3 separate regions of the Mus musculus genome follow, and regions 1 and 2 are each linked to region 3. Evidence: chromatin contacts called from public HiChIP or PLAC-seq and promoter capture Hi-C data. All regions are on one chromosome and are shown on one strand. Each heading gives the region's core, a stretch centred on a gene start, on an enhancer-like site or on the middle of the called end of the contact. The rest is flanking DNA. Distances are from core to core; before and after follow the strand shown.

The links. Promoter capture Hi-C pulls out the DNA fragments that hold promoters and counts their contacts. HiChIP or PLAC-seq counts read pairs in DNA pulled down with a chosen protein or histone mark.
Region 1: a promoter capture Hi-C map of embryonic stem cells shows a contact between it and region 3, with 4 times the contacts expected there. The contact joins the promoter of Dscc1 here to the promoter of Sntb1 in region 3. A contact is called at or near these places in 10 of 39 promoter capture datasets (the C10 cell line, embryonic stem cells, hippocampal neurons and 5 more), 2 of 115 datasets of contacts at active chromatin or transcription factors (astrocytes and large pre-B cells) and 1 of 9 other capture datasets (liver).
Region 2: an H3K27ac HiChIP or PLAC-seq map of embryonic stem cells shows a contact between it and region 3, with 6 times the contacts expected there. The contact joins the promoter of Col14a1 here to the promoter of Sntb1 in region 3. A contact is called at or near these places in 10 of 39 promoter capture datasets (the 3T3-L1 cell line, embryonic stem cells, frontonasal cranial neural crest and 6 more), 9 of 484 Hi-C or Micro-C datasets (brown adipocytes, differentiating embryonic stem cells and embryonic stem cells), 3 of 115 datasets of contacts at active chromatin or transcription factors (all in embryonic stem cells) and 1 of 9 other capture datasets (embryonic stem cells).

Annotation. Positions count from the first base shown.
Region 1 is chr15:55,088,547-55,091,991 of GRCm38.p6, forward strand. Dscc1 (DNA replication and sister chromatid cohesion 1) reads right to left here and starts at 1,945. Exons shown (of 9, transcript NM_183089.3): 1 at 1,680-1,945; 2 at 409-577. The coding sequence starts at 1,879. All of the region lies in intron 2 of Gm41325 (a long non-coding RNA gene), which reads left to right.
Region 2 is chr15:55,306,115-55,309,710 of GRCm38.p6, forward strand. Col14a1 (collagen, type XIV, alpha 1) reads left to right here and starts at 1,637. Exons shown (of 48, transcript NM_181277.4): 1 at 1,637-1,870.
Region 3 is chr15:55,905,252-55,908,520 of GRCm38.p6, forward strand. Sntb1 (syntrophin, basic 1) reads right to left here and starts at 1,698. Exons shown (of 7, transcript NM_016667.3): 1 at 773-1,698. The coding sequence starts at 1,340.

The sequences.
Region 1 (3,445 bases), core at 695-3,194, 820 kb before region 3:
AGGACCTGACACCCTCTTCTGGCCTCCAAGGGCATGCACATGGTTCACAGACCTGCCTGCAGGCAAGACACCCCCACCACACATACACAAACACAAACACAAACACATTTTTTACAAAATAAATTAAATTAAAAAAAAAAAGAATTAGTTACCTAATAAACTCACTACATTAAGAGAAAGACCAGCTGGTCGTGGTGACACACGCCTTTAATCCCAGCACTCGGGAGGCAAAGGCAGGTGGATTTCTGAGTTTGAGACCAGCCTGGTCTACAAAGTGAGTTCCAGGACAGCCAGGGCTATACAGAGAAACCCTGTCTCGAAAAACCAAAGGGGAAAAAAAAAAGTTTTTAACCAAAGGCAAGCTTGGAACACAAACCGCCACTGCCAGACTCAGGTACAAAGCGGTACCTCCGTGTGAACGATGGCACTTGGTGTTTCCTCCTCCTTCAGCTGGTCTGGAGTTTTGCATCCAGGGATGAAAAGCAGCATGTTGGATGTGTCTGCTATCTTCAGGTCGTAGGTTTTGTCTTTACTGCACAACACAGCCTGTTCATCCTTATCTCCTCTAATCACAAAGCTACAGGCAAATGGAGGGGGGGGGTAAAGACATGGCTTATTGAGACTCTAGTGGATAGCTCACTTTAAATAACTCCCAAATCGGGGACTAGAGAGATGGCTCAGCGATTAAGAGCACTGACTGCTCTTCCAGAGGTCCTGAGTCCTGAGTTCAAATCCCAACAACCACATGGTGGCTCCCAACCACCCATAAGAGATCTGATGCCCTCTTCTGGGGTGTCTGAGGACAGCTACAGTGTACTTACATATAATAAATAAATAAATCTAAAAAAAAAGAAAGAAAGAAAGAAAAAATAAGTCCCAAATCCTGTGGCTTCTAGATTTAAAATTAAACCTTGGGAGTGTGGTGCTTTGAAAGAGGACCCCGCCCCCAAACACAGGCTCAGACATTTGAACACTTAGTCCCCAGTCCACAGCCCTATCTGAGGAGGGGTTGGGAGGTGTAGCCTTACTGGAGGAAGTATGTCACTGAGGGGGAGCTCTGAGAGTAAGAGCCTTGCCCACTTGCAGTTCAGTCACTCAGCTTTGTGCTTGCCATAAAAGACATGATCTCAGCCTAGGATTTAAAATCCAAGGTCTTGGCAGCAACTTTGTAGTTGACCCGGAATTAAAAACAGATCCAGATCTTCAGTAAGTGACCCCAACCAACCCCCGGGCTACACGCAGCAGTCTGCATTAGGCTTTAAACTTCTGTCTCGTTTGTCCCATCTGCGGTTCAAGGAGAAGAAACCCAAGTGGCAAGCCAAGAACTCTCTCTACAGGCACTGCTACTACATTCTGAGATTGAACGAGTGTTTCTGTGGAGTACTTGGCATCAGTACTGAGCCCTCCAAAGCTCCCTGGAGCTTCCTTCTTGACACTCCCCCGCTGACACCTGGCTCTAAATTCCCTGGAGTCCTGCTAACAAGGCAGTCTAGCAAATGCTGAATCCTCCTGACAGATGACAGCAAGCTGAGGACCCGCCCATCGGCCTGTACGGGCCCAATCAAAGCAACTCTCTGCACCAGTTCCTCCTTCCGAGTTCCCCGGGCTACGCCGGGCGGGTAGGCGGCCTCTTTGAGGCCGGGGAATCGGCGCTCCCGAGCCCCACCATCCCGGCTCACCTGTCCCCGGCCTCCAGCTGCTGGCACAGTGCTGGTTCCAGCTCCAGCAGGCAGAAGTCGCCGGTGGCCGCGCCGCCGGTCCCGGAGCTGAAGCTCAGGCAGTGCACCGTGGGCAGCAGCTCGGTGGCGTTCAGCTTGGCAACCTGCAGCGTCGCGTCCACTTCCTCGCGGGTCCTCCGGGAAGCGCTCGGCGGGGACATCTCGCAGCACGGAGAGGGGTGTGTCCTCGACCTAAACTCCCGGGACTTCAAAAGCGCGCCAAATCCGCCCGAGCCGACTTCCGGGGCGGGACGGGGCGTGTCCCGAGGAAGTCGGAAAGTATCTGGACTCGCGAGTCCTTCTGCAGCCCACTGACAGCGTGCAAGTCCCCGGTTGCTGGGGAGAAGCACGGTTTCCCCCATGAGGACTCCAGGAAGGTCCTGTTAGCAATTCTGGGTCCCCACGGGGCCAAGCACGGCTCTTGCACTCACCCCTTCCGCCACCCTGTGCCCACCCCCTTCTTTCCCGCCAAAGCTCCTTTTCCTCGCCTGCTGCGGTGGGTCCCGTGATGAGCTATGTCTGTGCAGAATTTCATTAAGCCGTTAAAACAACCCAGTAAGGCAGGATCCTGTCGATCCTGTCATGCAGAAGCGAGCAGAATGCTTGCCAATGGTGGCGCAGCCTTGAGATGGCAAAGTCTGAATCCAGCTTGATGTATGTATGGTGGTTCCAAAATAGCCTGCCCAGTGTTGTGCAGGACCAAGAACCAGATCCTGGCAGAATAAGATGTCATTTGTTTGGACTTCGAGACCATCCTAGATGGAAGGTAGCTTGCCTCCCGTTCGTTAAATACTTCATTTGTGCTAAGTGGCGCTTGAGACTTCTACACAGAAACAGCCCGCCTGGTATGCTCCTGGGAGAGTCTGGCTAACTCAGCATTACAGGGTGTGATGTTTTCTTGACCAAAGTTTACAATGACGTGAAACTGTTTTAAGATGAAAACCCATTCATAGACTCACATCCATGCACCTGAAACTGATGTGCGAGCTCTCTAAGGGATGCTGCCGGCAGACCCCTGCAGACTGGCCACCCATAAAAGTTGAAACAGTAAGAGGAATAATTGTCTTCAGAGAGGGTGGTTTCTCACTCCTTCCTGTAAAACAAACAAATGAATAAATAAAAAGGGAGGCCAAGGTGACCCCAGTCCATCAGGTTAAAAACCGACATGAGCCAGGTAGTGCTGGCACCATACCTTTAATCCCAGCACTCAGGAGGCAAAGGGAGGACCTCTGAATTCTAGACCAGCCTGGACTATAGAGCAAGTTCCAGGACAGCCAAGGCTACACAGAGTAACATTGTCTAGAAAAACAACAAGCAAAAACATCTGAGTTGCCAAAGGGTAGTTTAGTTCCAGCACTCAGGAGGCAGAGGCTGGCGGATCTGAGTTCGAGGCCATTCTGGTCTACATAGTGAGCTTCAAGCCAGTCAAGGCTAAATAGACCCCCCCCCTCTCTCTCTCTCTCACACACACACACACACACACACACACACAAAACAAAAAAAAACAAAAATCGGATCGAATAAGAAAAATGATGGAACAATATCCTGAATATGAAAGTACCACGAATTTATTAGTGGCTATCACTAAGATGGCTCAAAGTTAAAAGTGCTTGCCATGCAAGATGATAAGCTGACTTCAGTCTCCAGAAGATATAGTGGAAGAAGAGACCCAACTCTGAAAGTTGCCCTCTGACTGCCACACATGTGCCATAACAAGTGTGCACCCA
Region 2 (3,596 bases), core at 387-2,886, 600 kb before region 3:
GTCAACCCCGTCTAAAAGTCTAATAAAACTTTCTGCATACTTGTTTATACATGTATTTCTTATTTTATGATCATCAGAGAGTCTTCCATTTTTGGATTTTCATAATTAAATAATGCACTACCTCTCCCATATCATATCTAACTCCTAACTACCTCCCCCAAGGGATTTAGAACGGTGTTTACAGTGGTCACCAGCACCTTGGTACATTATTAAAAGGGGATAATAATAGACATTTGAGGAGTAAAACATTGGAAAGGACATATATCCAAGGAACAAATACTCCTTGAATTCAGGCTCCTACTTGCCAGAAAAGTCTGTTTCAGTTCGCCAAGCCGACGCAGGCGGCAGGTGGCGCTCTCACCCTGGCAGTCCCGCGTGCGGGTTTTTAGTCTTTGCGTTCGACTACCGAGGGACCCGGGCGAATAGCGCACATTAATGAAGCACAGAAGGATCTTCAAGCTGCAAAGCAGCCTTCTTTCTCTGTGGCGGAGTTGAAGCCAAGACTGATCCCGACTCGGGGTCTCAGGGAGGAGGCTATAGCGATCCTTTTCACTTTAAGGCGAAGTTCAGAAACTACGCAGAGAGGCCACTTGGAGAACATTTGGAGTGAAGTACGCAAATTTGAAGAAAGCCTAAGCTTGGAAGGTTCGAGGTCTCGGGAATCACCTTGAATGGTGTAGCGCATCCCTTCCTGTGCTCTCAGAAGGGCATTTTGGAGGCAGGTTCGGGAACGTATGAGAGTACCTCTCACTGATTCTCTACCGCCTGCTCTTGGAACTGATCAAAATCACAGTCATTTTGGTCTTTTCTCACAAATGGTCGGCGTGTATGCAACTCCCGCTCTCCATTTGAGCCGATGACAACTTCTGGTGTGACACTGGACGCCTGGGCATTTGCTAACCTGACACAAAATGGGAAGATGACCTTTTAAAAAGCGCCCAGAGGACAAGAACTCAGATCCAGTCCCCAGCCACCAAGAGCTCTGAGCATCTCTAGCCATTCCAGAACAGGACTTCTCAAAGGGCGTGGCCCGCACAGACCAGAGTCCCCAGAGTTTTATAGACGATGGGTCCTTCGGATTCGCTCAAACCTACTGACTGTAATCTCTGAGCATGGGGAAAGGAGATCTGCTGGTCCAACAGCATAAAACTGTCCATATTTTGTTTCTACGACCAAGAAAACCCTCCAATTTAGCATTCTTCCAGTCGATTCCCGTTGAATAAATGTCTACCCTTGGCGACTGTGCTGGTCCCTAGGACTTGAAGAGCAAGGGAGAGGGGACCCACTGTGGGAAGGCAAAACTCATCTTTGGGGATGGAGCCTGGACGAGTGCTGGAGATTTCCCAGTGACTCGGGGGTTCTGATGGGGGGGGGGGGAGCACAGGGCACTGCTTTAGTTGTGGGGGTGGGGAGGACCCAGGGGCTCCTCAATTGCGTTCTATACCCGGCTGCCACGCGCACCTGGGTCGGCTGCCAGTCCTTGGGCTGAACTTGGGAGGAGTGGGGCGGGCTCCTCTGCAACTCGAGCGGGGCGGGGATGCTAGAGAGGAGGAGGGAAAGTGGGGGTCTGTCTCCCCACTTCCCGCCCCCCGCCACCACCTTTGGCTTTATAATTGGCTCGCGCAGCGGTTTCTTTCCTCTTATCTGATCCTGGGTGAGAGGCGAGGGGAAGGAAGCTCTGTAGGGCAGGAGGCGACGGGAGAGGGACAAGGAGAGGACAGAGTGAACGACAGGAAAGAGAAGTTAATTGAGAAAGGGTACTCTGAGGGAAGGCGAGCCAGGGCAGTGGTTCGCTAAGAACCAGTCGGCGGCTAATCTTCCCTAGGCGCCAAGAGGTCCCCAACCTGGGCTGGAACGTTGCCCTGCACAGGTCAGTTCGTCTTTCCCTACTGTTTTCCCGCTCGGCTTTGCATAATTCATAGGTGAAGAAAGAGCCCCAGTGAGAGCCACCTGCAGACGGATGCGATTGCCAGGACCAACCACTGCAAGTGTGCCCGCGGGGTGGCCGGAGACCTTAGGGGTGAGCTAGGAGACCGTGCACCCAGATAGATGCTTGTCTGGGGACCACAGGGCAGAGAGATTGCAACGCGCCTAGTGACCGACGGGTGTGTGGACAGCAAAGGAGCCCTCCGTTTCTCTCTGAGGATCCCTCCCTCCCATGGTGTCTGTGTGCGGTGGGCGCCGGGCTGGAATTGGCTGCATTTGGCAGCTCTGTAGTGGTGGCTCCAGCAAGTTCAATTGGTAAAGGCTTAGGGAGTCTTTTGGAAGCACCGTGTACGCACAGAGCACAACGCTGTTTAGATTCTATTTGGCAGTGGATCGGGAGACCAGTCCTTGGAGAACACGCATCCAAGCATTCACTGGACTGTTGCTGCACGTCGGGGCAGCTGTGGACCAGGCTCTGCACGGAAAGGGGGGTAGCCAGTGAGAGTTCATAGACAGTAGAATGATACCAAGCTCCCAGTGTTGCTGCTTTGAGGGGAACCACCAAGCTAAGCTGCTGCAGGAACCTTCTTCACTTTTTTTTCCTTTTATTTTTGCGAACTCCTCTTGCGTTCCGCTTGTGGGCATCCGGAGCATCTGCAGAAGTTGGGCTTTAGCATGCAGTATGCACAGTCTGGAGCAGGGCTAGGTTAGGTTAGGTTAGAGGAGCCCCGTGATTCTTTCGAGTAAGTAACCTTAGTTACCCGCCACGGTTTGGAGTCATTATGCAAACTTGGTGCTGAGTTCTTGGGTGCTCAGTGGGTAGCTAGTCTTGTGCTCAGGGTTGCTTAGGCAAGGTCTAGGAGAGCTGTTAACTTGCCCTGAAGAGCACCTCTGAAGATGCTCACGTGCAGTTCTCAGAGTGGTATGAATCCCTCTCCCACTTCCCTCCCCCGCTTCCAACTCCCCAACCCCGCCAACTGCTGGAACATGACTTCTAGATCTGACTGGAGTTCCAAGAAAGAAAGATCTATTTATTTAGGCAGGGTGGTATGTAGCTCAGGCTGGTCTAAAAGTTTTCTTCAGAACAGAGGGAGGAGACCTTGGGCTCACATTCCTCCCGTCTCCACCTCCCAAGTGCAGGATTGCAGGTGTGTGCGCGCGCCACTGCCTGGCTTTGACTCTGCTGGAAGCCTTGCAGAGTTGTTTGCTGGTAGCAAGTGTTAAAGTGGAGCACTAGCAGTAGGAAGAGAAATAGGAGGAAGACCTCTGTGACACCACGGTTAGGAGAAAATGAGATTTCTCAATCTTCAGTTACTGGAGGTCCTGGCCTCAGCTTCTACCAAAGGACCAAAGGCACTTCTTTATAGGATGGAGTAGCAAGCAGGCTCAGGGTGGCTGCACTAAAGAGATTGGGTGTTCTGTTGCTGAAGAGGGACTCCACCTCTATAGGTAGCCTCACTATTACATTAGAAATGGGTGGGTGGGTGAATGGAGGGTCGGACAGATGGAATTTAGATCTGATGTTAAGAGAATAACACGGAGGGGGTTTTGTTGCACCTGGACCCAATGCCAGATTTTCTAATACAGTTCTTTGATGGTTTGATTTGGTTGGTTTGTTTGTTTTGTTATTTATTTTGTTGTGACAGGTTGTGCCATGACTGGCCTGGAAC
Region 3 (3,269 bases), core at 448-2,947:
ACTTCACCAGCTCTCCACCCAGGGGAACCTGGAATCCGGACTGACCGGCTGAACACCCTGCAGTGGAAGTGAACTTGTGCCTACATTGGCAACATCTTTCCCAGCCTTTGGCACTACTCAAAGCTGCACAGCCTCATGGACTCTCTCTGGTGCTGGAGGGAAGGGAAGCAGGAACGGGTGGCTGAGTTTTAGCATTCAAATACTGCCACCTCTCTCTGGCTTTTATTTTTATTTATTTATTTATTTGTTTATTTATTTATTTATTTATTTATTACCTCTCAGGTCTTCACAGCTGGATTGCCTAGGCTGTGAAAATTTTTGCCAAAGTAGAAAAGTACTAGAGCTGCCTAGAGTCAGTGGCCCTGCTTTACAATGTGGGCAGATGCAAATTCCGTCCACTCTCCATTTCCCGGTCCATTTCCCAGACTCCAAATTACATTTGGATTGTCCGCAGATAAAAATATGAAACCACGTGTACCGATAAGTATGAAACTTCCGACACCAGTGCACTAAAGCACTTCATCCAAGCCAGGAAAACCCAGGCACTCCAGTGTTTTAGTACAGCGCCCTGGGTCAGGGCCAAAGTGAAGATGAGTTTGCCCCCAGGTAGTAAAAGTTGTCAAAAAAGAAAGTCGTGCCACTGCTTTTGCAAAACACAGGCACTGTGGGGTTCTAGGGCTTTGGGGCAAGTGGCTGGTGAGTGTGAGTGTGCTGACGCGCAGAAGAGTAAGTGGAACTGCGGGATAAGGCCGGCGCAGGGTTAACCCCTTACCTTCCAGCAGCACTTCCTTGCCTGCGCGCTTCAATGCCTGCACTGCCTCGTCGTGGGTGGCGTCCCGCAGGTCTGCTCCGTTCACCGACAGGATGGCATCGCCCACATACAGGGCTTGGGTCTGATCCGCTGCCAGCCCCTTGAAGATCTTGCTGATGAGTATGGGCATCTTGTTTTCCTTGCCCCCTTTGATGCTAATGCCCAGCCCGCCCAGCTCCTGCTTCAGCACCTTCACGCCCCTCTTCTGGTTTGAGATGGACTCAGGTACCTGCTCCGGGAGGTCGGTGAAGGCGGTGCGGACCCCGGCGGGAGAGTCCGGGGCTTGAGCGACACCGGGGACCGGGTGCCCGGTCCCGGAGCCCCTGCAGAACGAACCATTGGTGGCAGCCCCTATGCCGTTGTACGCCGCAGCGCCCTCCTCGCAGCTCAACACCAGGGCGTCCTCGCTCAAGTTCACCAGAACTTTATGCCAGCGATCCCGCACCAAAACTTCCAGCAGTCCGCTCCGCTGCGCCCGGGCGCCTCCACCGCCAGCCGGCGCAGCCACAGCCGCTGCCGCTACCGCCATCTTTCCAGCATTCTTAAAATGCCATGTGATTGCAAACGGGGGAAAAGTAGAGAAGGGGTGAGGATGGGAGGACTCAGGGTAACCGAGGCACGGAAGAAGCAGATGCCTGGCAGCGCGCGCTCAGACCCCGGACTCCACTCCCCGTGTTCGCGGCTGCGCCGGGCGCCAGTTGCAGCGGCGGAGCTTGTTCCCCCTCGCCTGATCCTGGGCGGGGTGGAGCAACCTAAAAGAAGACGGAGAGCCCTCGACAGGGGAGGAGGGAAAAAAGCCAGCTGCCAGTTGCAAAACCCCAAACCGAGAGGAGCCTAGGAGCTGCGGAGCGGCCAAGTGCTGTAGAGAATCGGTAGGAGGAGGCAAGGGCGGGGACCCGGAGCCCCAGCCGCTCACCTGTTCGCCACTGCAGCGTCACACTCCCACGTCGCGCTGGCTCAGACCCGGGTGCCTCAGTTCTCAGCCGCACCTTGCCGCAGCTCCCCCAAACCTACCGGGTCACAAACCACTACCCCAACCCCGCCGCCACCCCCTTTTCTTCTCAACCCTCTATTTTCGACGGGTTTCCACACTCACCTTTAGTAGGTGCGCTCACTCTATCCTCTTGAGTCAACTCCCCTCTCTCCTCCCGCAGGTGTTTGAAGATCCAAGTCTTCCTCAAACCAGACCTTCGCTGCCTCAACTCAGTCTCCCTCCACCCCCATCCCAGGACTCTGGGAAGGAAACTACAGAGAGAGAGAGAGAGAGAGAGAGAGAGAGAGAGAGAGAGAGAGAGAGGAGGGAGAGGGAGAGGGAGAGGGAGAGGGAGAGGGAGAGAGAGAGAGAGAGAGAGAGAGAGAGAGAGAGAGAGAGAGAGAGATCCTAGGCTGTGCCAGAAGTCAGGGGAAAACTGTCACAAGAACATAGAATGAAGCCTCATCAAGCCACGTACTCCTATCCTCTAAGTCAATGCAAGGCATCTTTTGGGGGAGTTTGAAGACAAGAGGGCTTTCTTTCAGTACCTACCCTGAATTTCAACGGGGCACTGTCTGCCTCATCTTCAGGACACAGTGTCTAACTCAGTGTCTGCTCTTTGCATTGCTCCATACTTCCCCCAACCCCATCCCCGTGCCAGCCCAAACGCTTCTCAGGGCTCCCTCCTTTGTTCTTAGATTCCATATAGGAAATGTCTTCTTTAAAAGCTAAGAATAGGTTTGTTCTCCAAGTTCCCTGAAAACTGCTTGTTTGGCTCTTAAGCTGCTCTGTCCCAAGGTGATGGCATTGTAACTCTTGGTTCCGTTCCTAGGCCAATCAGGAAATGCCACCTTAACTGTAACCCAAGCCATGGCTGAACATCCCAGAGTTCTGCTAAGCAGGTCCCACACAGTTCACTTAAACTGTGTTAAGACTTACTGGTCTTCCTGCTGTGCCCTCTCCTTTCTCCAGATGACAAAATAAAAAGCAGAATCTGTTAATTCTGGAAGGTGAAGCTCCTGATAAGATGCCAGTAGGAAGAGGGTCTTCTGTAACATGCATGTCATCACCCCACTGTGATGGGTATTTGCAGCAAACAGCTCTAGTTCTTTCCAGACTTACTTAATCAAGGATACTTAAAAACTCTCAGGAATCCCCGTGAAGTCCCTGACAGGGATTACAGAACTCAATGAAAATACTTGAGACTTTCTTGAGAAACTGAAGTCACTACAGCTCACACAGGGTGTGCCACTGTCCTGCTCCTGTAAGTTTTAACTTTCTATACTTCAAAAAAAAAAAAATCTTCATTTTTTTTTTCATGTAAACCTGCCCACAACAGGGACAGGAGCCCAGGAAGTTCTTCAGTCCTTCCTGTTGGACTGGGTTAGCCAGGGAACTAACACAGCTGGCACCACTGTTGGAAAGAAACCTGAGAGAGAGAGAGAGAGAGACAGAGAGAGAGAGAGACAGAGAGACACAGAGAGA